2 separate regions of the Strix aluco genome follow, and region 1 is linked to region 2. A link is a contact called in public Hi-C data. All regions are on one chromosome and are shown on one strand. The core of a region is the stretch at or near the end of the contact, and the rest is flanking DNA. Distances in the headings are between cores, read along the strand shown. Region 1 holds the start of COL14A1 (collagen type XIV alpha 1 chain). Region 2 holds the start of MRPL13 (mitochondrial ribosomal protein L13).

Region 1 (6,315 bases), core at 791-3,290, 170 kb before region 2:
AAATTCATGTGGTCAATTCACACTCAGCAAATTTCTTCTCAAAAATCTGGGGTTTTTTTTGGATGTAAGACAAGAAGGAAACATTGCTAAATCATTTGTACAGTAATATTGTTCATACTGTGATCTTACTGTATTTCCAGATGTGCAACTCATACAAACTCTTTCAAGGAAGCTTCACCTTTTAACTTTTACCTTGAACTTTTGAACAACATGAGCTCTTCCAGTAATTATGCAAGGAGATCTACGGTGCTTTTCAGAGAAATCTGAGTAAAACTTAATGGCAACAAGTGTGATTCACTCTAAAAAGTGGACCAATAGTGTAAAAATAGCATTGTAAATCAGGAAAATAAATTGATATTGAGAAACTCAGCTGAGTTACCTTTGAAAGCACACACTTTACATAAACTTAAAATATTAGTTTAGTTTCTGGTGTAAAAAATTAAAATTAAAAATTAAAATTTATTAAAAATTAAATTATAAAGTCATTTGAAGGCTGCAGAGAGTTTCAGAATCTATTTACTGGTCAGTGGGATCCTCAAGACTTTTTTCTCTGAGTCCCAGTACTCTGACTAGATGCAGCCACAGGATGGTGCTCGTGGACTTTGCATACTACATTACAAATCCGGGAAAAGAAGGAAAAAAAAAAAAGAGAGAAAGAGGGAGCCAGACTCTCCCTTTGGCAGGCTGTTCCTCGTCCTGCCCTGAAACACATGAACCAGCAAGCAGTCATGGATTATGCTGATTTATCTCTCTACATTTACCGAGTCTTCAAGGGCATTGCAAATTATCCATCAGCTTCCTTGCTTTCTGGATATTATTGTTTAGCTAAATACATAAATTAGGGACTGAAAAGGTACAAAATGTATCACATTTAGCATCAATGAGCTGAACATCTTACTGTTTCAGAGGAATTATTATAATGCAAACTGCTTTCTTCTTGCTTCATACAAGTGTTGGCCATTGCACACATCTGCCGGTGCAGTAGAATAACTGCAGACAAAAGGATCTCCCAGATTGCTAGATGTGGGAGATGTTTTTTAGATCTAGGAATGCTTTTTAACCTTTGCTATAGAAAACAACTGGATTTAGTTTCTTTAAAGCTCAGACACTTCTGTAGTTTCAGTGGAAAGCTATCTGCACCGTGAATTTGGACAAGAGTTTGCAGGACTGGGAATCCTCCTCAGCAACATAAGGTCCTACTTTACAGAGTTAGTCACAGTCATCTCTCTGAGACTTACTGCCTTCCCTTCCCTAAAAGCGACTCCTACTTATATTAAGAAAGGGATGCACATCTCTGTTTCACCTACGCATGTTGTTTCTTAACTGCAGTGCTCCGGTGATTTCATTTGTAATTTTATACAGATGACCAGGCACGTTGTAATGAATATTTTCATTCACCTCCTAAATTCTCGGGACTTACAAGCTTCGTGAGTAGTCGCCTTACGTGTAAATTCAGTAGGGAGTACCACAGCGTAACTCATATTTCTATATGAATCTAGATTCTGCAATTTCACGTCCCCATTGCAGTGTCTATGCATACGGCAAAAATGCACATATGTCCGCGCTTTTAATCAAGGTTTATACTAAGCCAGACAAGTGCTGGAATACTTTAATATAAATATTTCCCCGATGAATCATTAATCCACACATCGCAATACCCGGCACTGGGGGATATTTGCATTCCAAGCCGTACCGCGGAATAGGCACCTTCTCAATCATTTCAAACGAAGTAAACGAGGAACTTCGGAAAGAGGAAAATGAGTTAGAAGGCAGCAAAATCAGAAGTAAGAGGACACGGAAAAGCACAGCACCTACACATGTAACACCGCCCGAGATTTCCCCCCCCCCGCCCCCGGAGCCCCCAGCCCTGCCTCCCCGCGCACCTGGCCGCGCCCCCGCCGCGGAGGTCGGGCTCGGGGGCGGGGGGTTGGATCTCCGGCATCGCTCATGCCTCTTTTTTCTCCCCCCTTCTTTCCACCTTCTGCTCTATAATTGCCCGCCTCCTGTCGCTACCCTTTCGCCTTATCAGATGCGCCGCAGCGAGGGGAAGAGCGGCCAGAGGGGAGGGAAGCGGCTGTCCCGCAGCCGCCTCAACACCCGCAGCCCCGCGTGAAAACGAGCGGCCGCACCCGCACCGGCGGCTCCCCCGCCGATGCCCGCACAGGTCGGTGTGAGCTCCGCTTCGGCTCCCTCCGGGGCTGGGGGGCAGGGGCAGGGCCGGGCCGCTCCCCACACACCTGCCCGGCCACCCCCGCGGCGGCCGGAGCGGAGCCCCGGAGGGAGGGAGGAGATGGAGGCGCGGGAAGTGGTGAGCCTGGGGCGGGGAGGGGAGCCGCTTAGAAACTCCTGAAAAAAATCTTACTTTTAAAAAGAATCGTAATTAAAAAATAACAAGTTGCACTTTAAAACGGGGGGTTTGGCTGCCGCTCGCGTTCCCCCGCGGTGCATCCTCCCTCCCGCGGCGCGTCGAGGCTGTTGGCCTCGCCTCGCCCCGGCCCCTCACGCCCGGCGCCGGGAGGGTGTTACTGCAGCGGGCGGCTGCCTGGGCAGGCGAGCCCGCCCCCGCCGCGGCGGGTCTCCGCTCCCTGCCGGCGGGCAGCCCCGGGGGTCTCACGGGGCCCGTCCCTCGCCTCAGCTCGGCGGAGGCAACGAGCTCCCCGCTGTCCCTTTCTTAACCTCGGGCGGGGGGGGGGCCGCTTTCAGACCGGAGGCCCATGGGTGCCAGGTGGCGGGGAGCGCCCCGAAGAGGAGGCGGCGGGCGGGGGCCCCTCAGGCCAGGCTGGAGCCCTGTCGCGCGGGCTGTGGGGAGGCGGACGGAACGCGCCCGCCGGGTCGTGGCACCGCCGGCGGGTCTGCGAGAGCCGGGACGGCGTCCCCGCCTCGCCGCCGGCCCCCTCTGTCGCCTTCCCGCCCTTCCCGTGTGGGGGCGGCGGCCATGGCGGCGGGCCCGGTCGCTCCCTCGAGGCCGCGGCGGTGCCGGCGCAGGTCGTGCTCGTCCTTTCGCCCGGCGGGACGTTGACCCGAGAAACGGGGCCGTTCCCAGGCAGCGGGGGGACGCAGGGTCGCGGCGCTCCATAACGAGCCACCGAGAGAGGAGAAATGACCCCCGGGGTCCCAGGCGGGAGGGCAGCGCTAGCTGCCGGCCTTGGGGACGGGAGCCGGGGCGGTGCCGAGGTGGCTCTGCCTCTCGCCCGGGCAGGGCGGTGCTGAGCACGCAGATGTGTGTCGCGTCTCCCGGGCTGGGAGGTGGCGAAGGCGGGTTGTTCCCTCAGGAGAAGGTGCCCCGTTGCCAGGCCCGTGTCGAGCGGGGCTCACCTCCCGGGCAGGGCTCTTGCCTTGGGAGGGTTTGGTCTCTGCTGCCGGAGCGGTTCTGTTAGATAATTGTTTTACCAAATAGTTAATAAAAGGTGATACATAAAAAAAGCAGGAGGAATAGGGTATTTCTTTTTATTCACGGATGATGTCAGCCACAAGGTGGCTGCAGACTGGTGCTTGCCTTTCCTAGTTCAGTGAACCTTGAAGTGTGGAGGTGAACTTGTGCCTGGTTTAGCCAGCACCAGTTGTCTGTATCCCAATAAACCTTGCTTCTCTGTGCAATGGCGTTTCTCTAAAAGCAGCAATAGAGAGTGTTTCTACACAGGGTTACCTGTCAGTATTTATAGCTCTTAATTGGGAGGAGAGTTTATATCAAATCTAGCAGATGGGGAATTGAGCCACCACTGTGAGTGAATATTTTCATGTCTGGATTATTACACGGAAAGAAATCTGCACATCATCAGTGGTGACTGCATTGAAGAGTGAGTTGTATGCTGCTCTTTGAAGAGTCTACATGTACTTGCTCCAAGTTGTATTCCTGAGTGAGGGAGAAGCATCAATACCCAGTGTGAGATACACAAGGGGTGGATTTCAGACTGTTTAAGACTTACCTCTCTTCGTTCTTCCTATTGCCCGTCACTAGGCACCTGCCTGCTGTGCTGACTCCTCTGGATCCAGTCCTTGGGTGTCTGACTCTTTGTGTTCATGTAGCAGGAAGCCTGGGCACTTTGCTTGGGTTTCTGAATCCCACCTGAAGGATGTGTCCCAAGAACTGGGTGAAGCAGTACTTAAGTTTCTGGTGCATATCTTTGTTATTGGATCTAGCTATTTGCTTCTGTCTTGAGAAATTTATACTGTGAGAGATGGATTCAAAATATATATTTAAGTAGGGTGAAATCTGTTGATAATTTGGCTAAAACTTGGGTAACCTCCTGTGGGGATGGAATTCACAATGATTAAGGCCCCTATACATTTCTAGGTGGCATATCGAGCATTTATGACTGGGATTTGCAACAGTAGACCTACCAAGCCCTGCGATAACTGGCAAATTGTGAATACTTGAAGAGAGAAGGAGATGTAGGTCTTATCCTCTTATTTGTTTACTAATGGTTTGAGGTACTTCAGTCTGCCTTTCATATTCGATGGTGGTTGAACCACTTTGTGCCTTCCTCAGAAGACAATGAAAACATGGAAGGCAAATTCAATGATGGTATGTTGGGAATATTAGAGAAAATGACACAGGAGGTAAATGGGAAGGACCTGCAACATGGAAATACATAAACCATAATTTACTAAAGTAAACCTTCAAATGCTGACTCTTTGTTGACAGCAAGAAATTTACTATTAATTATATTAATTTAATTCTCCCATAAAATACTAATAAGAGAGGGCAGCAAAAAATCTTCCTGACCCAGAAAATTGACTAAAACTAGTGTAGTAAAGTTGAGTGATAGATGAATGTTTATAAGCATGATGATATGAACATGTTGATGTATCTGCAGAGGTGCTTCTATACATGTTGAATAACTGTGCTGGCAAGTGTTAAAGGCCAAGTTCAGATAATGAAATTTGTACTGTTCTTAACCTAGCTTCTGTGGACAGATAAATTACCCCTTCTGGAACTTGTTCTTTGGCAACAGAATTGCTTCCTGTAACCCAGCTAGTTCACCAAGGACTACCTTGAGTGTTCATATAGTGTTGCAGTCTAAAGTGTTAATGTTCCGAACTGGTCAAGTTAGAGTAAATATTTTTGACCATGGTATTACCTACCAATAGCATTAGTGGTTACTCAGCTGATACCCTGCATGCCTTCTGAGCTGTGTCTGCTTTAGTCACTGTAAGTGCCAGGCGGTATAACAGCACAGAATAAGTTGAATAAGACAGAAAAAGGAAAAATAGAGTAGGCTGTAGAGGACAGTGAGACAAGGACTTGTGTTTCCTCAAAACAAAGTCCTGCCTTTTTTGGCAACTGATGTGCAAAATTGCTCAGTTGAACTGATCAGTGATTATTTCACTGGGATTATTGAGTACACACATCTGTTATTTTATGGTAGACTTGCAGGGCAGTTCTTTTTATTACACAGTCCCAGAACACATAATTTAACATCTCATTCTGGATGCTTTCTGGATATAAAGTAGGTAACCGTTTTAGTCCTACTTTGTTATTGAGGGCTTCAGAGTTCTCTACTACATGTATGTTGATAAAGTGCTTGCGGCACTGGATTGTACAGAGACACCCATTTTACCTTGTTACGCGTAACAAACTCTACTTCCAGTACTCATGTATGCTTAGCAAAGAATACCAATTTTCTCTTTACATGGGCCAAATTTTCATAACTGTTGAGCGGCCCAAATGGGGTTCAGGTAAAACATACTTTGGTTATAAAACTGCTGTCAGGATGAGATCTTGGCTTTGCTGATGTCAATGGCAAATTCCTAATATTTTTAATGGAATCCAGATTTTGCCCGCCCTTTTCATTAAAGTGGATGCCTTATCTTTGCAGGTTTAATAAGTCTTTTTGTTCTGTGTGTTTTCAGACCTGCTGATACTGTGTGTATTGAGGGGAAGAAGATGCTTTGTCGGTGTGATATACAGAGCTATTTCTTCTTGGCTTTTTTAGCTGTCACAGCTTTCTTCATCAGTGACACCGAGGGCCAAGGTAAGTCATAAATAAGGAGATGGAGCTTGTCACTCTGATGTGCAGAAATAGACTTTCTTATTCCAAATGCAAGTGTTGCTTCCATCTTAGTAGGATGTGGATCCAGTACTACTGAAATGAAGCAGAAGTTTTCTGCTGATCTCAGGGGGGAGGTAGAATTATATGTTTGTGTGTGCTCTTTGAACCTAATATCTCAAATAGCATAAATCAGGTGTCTCAAAATTAGTTATATGGAACTTTTTTTTTACTCTTATTTACATGAAAGTACTGATCAGAAATTGCTGTGTTTGTCTTCTACATAATCAAGTAAGTTTGAGGGACCAGCTATGATATTAGGCTT
Region 2 (6,109 bases), core at 1,533-4,032:
CTCACAATACAACATAAAGAACCAGATCTCCCAATTTTTTAAAAATCTGGCCCACTGGTTTTGGTTCTGTATTGTGAAGCCGCTCACAAATACAGGATGCAAGAGGATGAAGGTAGAGAAAAGGTGAGGTGCAGAATAAACCTAAAAATCCAGATTCAAACCTCCTGAACAAGGTTATATCCCTTTATTTAAGGCATACGGTCTGACAGCATCTAAAAATATGTGACTCTGGAAAATAATGAAAGATTATCCTTAAAACTGAGAGTAATATGCATTAAATCAAATTTCTTCCCTTCCTTAACCACAGCTTAAATTCAGCTCCAGATACTCTTCAACACAATAAATAAATAATGATTTTATGGAGTGGCATCTGGATACCAAATCAAAAACAAAACAAAAATCCCCAGAATGCCTTTCTGTCTAAGGAACTGTTATCTCTCAGACACTAAAATATTTCTTGTTAGTTCAGAAAAAAAGAAAAAAAAGAAGTGTTAAGTACAGCAACCACAAGTTCATGCATACTTTGCTCTCTTAGAGAGTATCAAATGTCTCAGTAGTAGTAACCTATCAATGTCAATCTCAGGTGTAATGCATTTGGTACCGATTTATGGAATACTTTAGAACAAATAAAGTTATCCTTGAAATGACTGTCCAGGATTTTATAACTTCATGGACATAAAGTATCAAAGAGCTTTCCCACAGGACAACCAAAAACATTTCCTCTCAGTGTCTGCTTTATGTTCCAGACAGCCTTCGTCTCCAGTGACATCTTGTGGATAGGACATAATTTGCAACAGCAAAACTCAGTATTTGAAATATCTTTCGAACACCACAAATACTACCTTCTATTATGAAAAACAGATGGAGCATAATTTTAGTATGTACACTCTACATGTATGAGCAAAGCTTAACTCTTTTATGTTTCAGTAATGTCTCTTGAAAAATTTGCACGAGTACTACAGAAAACACTGTATCATCAGTATGAGGGACCACCTTTTTATTATCTATAAAATGCTTATCACTACAACACAGGCACTACAGTATTACAAGTAATGAACAAGATCACAGACACATCTTTACTGCTGAATCTTCTAATTTGCAGAAAAGCAAAATTATTTTTTCATTTAAACAAGAAGGTATCTTTCAACAATGAGTACATCTCCCTCCCATTTAAGAACTGGACAGGTTTCAGCCTCATCATCACAGAATGTCTGAGGTTGGAAGGGACCTCTGGAGGTCATGTTGTCCAACCCCCCTGCTCAAGCAGGACCAGTGTTTGAATATCTCCAAGGATGGAGACTCCACAACCTCCTGGACAACCACTTCCAGACACCCTCACACTAAAAAAAATATTTCCTGATGTTCAGAGGGAACCTCCTGTTTCAGTTTATGCCCACTGCCTCATCAAGACAGGGCTTCTCTGCACCTTACTCAGAATGAAGAACCACTCCAAGGCTCGATGGTGTTGTGCAGCTACTGAAAGGTAGCATTCAGAAAATCTAATCAAGAACCACATCAGTGTTCCATTATGTGCACTGTGATTTAAATCTTTGCATCTAAAATCAATGCATCAAAACACATGTTAAGGTTTTAAAAGAATGAAACCACAATATACTGTAATTCATCTACTTAAATTATTAATTCATAATGACCTTTATATGGATTGGTAAAGACAATGACATAAGGTTGTAGAGGAGTATGAAGGAATGAGAAGGAAAATGAAAACATAATTTACAAACAACTGAAAAATGTAACATGTATCAGGCTTGATTTTAAAACTTACAAGAAAAATACAAGTGAAGGAAAGCAAATTTGCTTTTATCTACTGCAATACTCACTTAGTGCATGATAAATAGGTTTATGCCTGCCTTCAAGTCTGATTACAGTCGCAGCTGCTATCTTTCCTGGTGGCTGCATCTTTGCGTCGAGAAGATACCAGGCTCTGGCAAAAGTTGCCCATTGCTAAAGAGAAAGAGAGGTAGTCCTTAACATAGTAAAAAACCACACTACCATACATAAATCTAGCTTCTCTAATGAGATCGATGCTTTTTTGACACTCCAAAATGCTATAAGAAATATTAACACCACCTCCTCCAAATAACGTTTAAATGGACGGAGAACGCAGGGATACAGCCAGTGCCGTACGTGCTTCCAACGTATGTGGCTGTAACAACACTGAAAGGTTTAACAGCTCTGAGGGTTTTGTTTCAAAAATGAGGACCTCTTGCTGCAAGCTTCCATTATTGCTAACTGCACTGTAAAATCACCGTAGGCTGTTTAACACCCAACATCTCTTTCCCTCTCAGTGAAGGGAAAACTCCCCCAAACGCACTTCTACGAACACGAACGGCCTGAGCCGCCCTCAGCGGGCAGCCCTGGCCCTCACAGGCACTCCCGCACCTACTGACGGCTGCCGGTTCCCGCCAGCGGGCCCCTCAGGGCGAACCCCGGCGCGCACGGCGGCTCTGCGACGAGGGGAGGGGAGGGGAGGGGAAGCCGCCCGCCGCCCCAGCCCTCTCCTGGGGGCCTACTGCCCCTTCGCCCCGGCGCCCGCCCGCTCCTCACGGCCGCTCTCTGCGCCATGGCGGCCGCCGGGGTCCCGCCGGGGCGAGACCTGCCCCGGAGGCAGCGGCTGCCCCGGCACAGACTAGCCTGAGGGGGAGCGGGTCGCGCTCACCTGGGCCGCTTTGGTGTAACTGGCCATGGCCGCTCTCCCAGCGCAGCTGAGGGGAAGGGAAGAGAAGCGGAGCCTCCTGGCTGCCGCACCGGCGGGAAGCGGAAGCGCTGCCCTGCGAGGGGCGGTGCCAGGGCGGCAGCGCGGGCCGTTCGGAGCGGCGGCGGCTCCAGCTCCGGCTCCGTCCCCGCCCGGCCATGGACCGCTACGTCCTGTTCCTGAGCTGGGGGGAGCGCAGGGGCGAGGGTGCTGCGGCGGGCGGCCCCGGGAGCGGAGCAGGTACCGCCGCGGCCGGAGGCGCCCGCGGAGGCTGGAGGCCGCGCCGTGTGGGGAGCCGCCTGCCGCCGGGCCCGTCCGAGCTTCCCTCGGAGGGCTTTTCTTTATGGTCGCTGGTCTGGGATCTGCGCTCGTGCGGGCTTTTCTAGATTCCTACCTCGTTAAATCCCTCGGGGTTTTTTTCAGACTAAAAGTCTTTAATGATTTAAACCTTCGGAAACTTACAGGCTTTTTTGTTTTATTGCGACACTGCTATATAACTCGGTAAAGCGTCCCTGAGATGTGCACTACTTCAACGAGAATTTACAAAATTTGTCCTTTTAAACTCCTGTAAATCTATAGTTCACAGGTTGATTTTTTTTTTTTTTTAAGACTAAACACCTAATAATAGACTGAACTTTATACTGTATTTGCAAGAAAGCAAGACTTCTGTAATTCAGTAGTTTTAAGAAAAACTTTTTTTTTTTTCCAGCTGGAACTGCTTCAGCCGTTTATCAGTACCTTAAAGAAAGCTGTAACTCATCTATAAATGCAGATGTGAGCGCATTCCCAGGTAAATACACTAATGTACGGTAAGGTAAATTTTATCAAGGAATTGGCCTAGGCACATTTTATGATCTAGGTGAAACAAGTCAGAAATTTAAGGAAATCCCATTTTGACAGTGTGCCTAAACCTGCAGGTGGGACTACACCTGCTGCTACTGTTTCTGTGGAGAACTGATGTCATTTGAGCAGCTGAGGTGTTAGGAGGTGGTTAAATAGATTGGACACAAGAAATGGAAGAGAATTTCAATCCAGCATAGCAAGGATGAGTAGCAAGGGGCTTGTTTCTCATGTCAGTGGGCAGTTTGATATTTTCATTATTCCTGTGATGTCTTATAATTTTTTCAATGGAAGCAATTTTTGTCTGTTGGGTATTGATTCAGAACCCTAATCCATTAATATTTATTAATACTTTTATCATCTTAAAATAGATCTGCTTTAGTTCTTTTAGGGTTGGTTGTTCAGGGTTTTTTTTGTTAAAAAAATGCTTTATTAGTTCTTTACTTGGTTTGGATATCTGGTGTTGAGCTGTTCAGGCTCATCTTGTCACAGCTGTCATATAATTGTGATTCATGTGGGGAAACCACTATAAGCTGTTAAAATTCATGAAGATGGGAATGTTAAGCTGTTTTCAACATCCGTGCTTTTTATTGCATAGAAATGTTGAGAGAGCATCTCATTTTGTGAACTGCGTAAACCATATTTATCAAAGTTGTGATTTAGTCCAGGTATGATACAACTTCTGCAAATGGAGAGCAATATTGCCCAGAATGGAGAAGAGGTCAAAGATTTTCTTAATTATTAACAGTCAGAGGATCAGTAACAGACCCTTGTCAAGACACTTACCTACACATTAATACGTTTAGAACTTAATTATGATGCCAAAGGAAAGCAGAACTCAAATCATTGTGGCACATTAAATGACTCGCATAGTTTTTTAACAGAGATGTTCATTATAATAGGAAGAATAGATTGTAGTGGATTATTTTAAATAATTGTTTTATCTCTTTGCAGCATGTTCAGTGGCTGGTATTACAGGTGTAAAGAAATGGTATTTTGCCAGTCATGTTATATGTGGTTATTATCAGGTAAGACTTTTTTTTTCAGAATAGAAATTCCTGTCTGCCTGTCTCTAGTGCAAGTTAAAACTGTGGTGTTCAAAATTATTTTTGCTTAATTAATTCTTTTTGCTTGATTAGTTCTGCAGTTCTGACTGGGAGGAAATAAATTTTGACACACAGAAAAATGAAGACTCTCTCCAAACAAGTACTGACGAATGCCTGGGAGTCATACAAAATTTTGAGGAAGACGACAATAACAGCAGAGAGTCACTGTCTATGACTGAGTATTCATATTATTATTTTTATTGAAAGTATAGTGATCTGGCATTTTACAATAATAACCCAAGAGAATCAAGAAATTTTAACAAGTTATTACCAAAGCAACAGTTAACTATGAACAATCCCCTGCTACTACTGAAAATAATTCTATTTAATTCAACAGTGCTTTCATTTTTTTAGCTACAGATGATTTTTATAGAATAACTGAACAGTTTCCTAACAGCTGACAGGTGTATATATATACAAAAAGAAGTTTCTTGCTAATCTGTCTTGAATCCTACTTCCAGTTTTACAGCAGATTGTTTTGAAGTCATTTAGCCTACTTCTGCCTCAGTAAAAGGGGAGATACGTATATCTCTTTGCCTAGGTATGTTTGTACAGAATTTTAAAGATATAAGATACTTACATGAGGCAGTATTTGTTAGTTGTAACTTTTTGTTTCTAAATTACGTTGTTTATAATTTGTTTCCAACCATGTTGTTGTTCATTTTCAGTATCTATGATGAAGCTGCAGAAAGTCTGCATCAGTTAGCTGATAAACTGCCTGCCCCAGGTAATCTCTCTTAAAAAAGCAATCTCATTTGAGTTTATCTTGTTAGTTATTACTCTAAAAACTCAGTTGGTAAAATCATAGTCAAATGGAAAAATTCAGAGGATGTTACTGTGTTAGTTGAAATAACTTGTATGCAGCTCTTGCAAGTAGTTTAAGGATCTTGAGCATGAATGGCATTGCAGATCAGCTTATAGAGTAGTTTACTGCTTGTTTCTTTGGAAGGCTGTATTTCAGTAGAGATTAAGGTAGCTATATAATTAATTTTTCCATCTGAAATGGCACCAAAGTACTAATAGACAGTAAGTGATACGAAACTCAACATGCAACCACAGGAAGTTTATGAAAGAAATGGAAGGTGTTGACATTGGGTTTACATCTGATTTTCCAGCTGTTTGCTGGTGGGTGGGAGCCAAGAATCTGTGAAAGAACATAGATCAGAACTATTGGATTAAGATTTTGTGAACTGGAGACTTGTATCATCTTGCCTGTTAGGGTTACATAATGTTGCAGTAGTTGATGTGGGATAGCAGAGGAACTGAATGCAGAAAGAATGAGAAATAGCATGTTAAAGGGAGGAAAATGGCACAGCATAGTTGTGTTGGAGACAGCTCTGATCTGTCATATACAGTGCTGAGTGAGAGAGGAGGAAAGTATAGGACAGCTATAACTGCATAGCAAAACACTTTGTGTTAATCTAAGAGGAGCAGCAAGAGATGAGCTAAA

Evidence for each region. A called contact is a pair of places that touch in the nucleus more often than the background predicts.
Region 1: a Hi-C map of brain shows a contact between it and region 2, with 4 times the contacts expected there. The contact joins the promoter of COL14A1 here to the promoter of MRPL13 in region 2. A contact is called at or near these places in 2 of 2 Hi-C or Micro-C datasets (brain and heart).

What each region holds. Positions count from the first base shown.
Region 1 is chr1:14,307,841-14,314,155 of bStrAlu1.hap1, reverse strand. COL14A1 (collagen type XIV alpha 1 chain) reads left to right here and starts at 2,040. Exons shown (of 49, transcript XM_074848689.1): 1 at 2,040-2,164; 2 at 5,854-5,975. The coding sequence starts at 5,888.
Region 2 is chr1:14,137,742-14,143,850 of bStrAlu1.hap1, reverse strand. MRPL13 (mitochondrial ribosomal protein L13) reads right to left here and starts at 2,782. Exons shown (of 7, transcript XM_074848815.1): 1 at 2,678-2,782; 2 at 1,839-1,962. The coding sequence starts at 2,704. MTBP (MDM2 binding protein) reads left to right here and starts at 2,786. Exons shown (of 22, transcript XM_074848927.1): 1 at 2,786-2,953; 2 at 3,423-3,503; 3 at 4,508-4,581; 4 at 4,693-4,838; 5 at 5,328-5,386. The coding sequence starts at 2,872.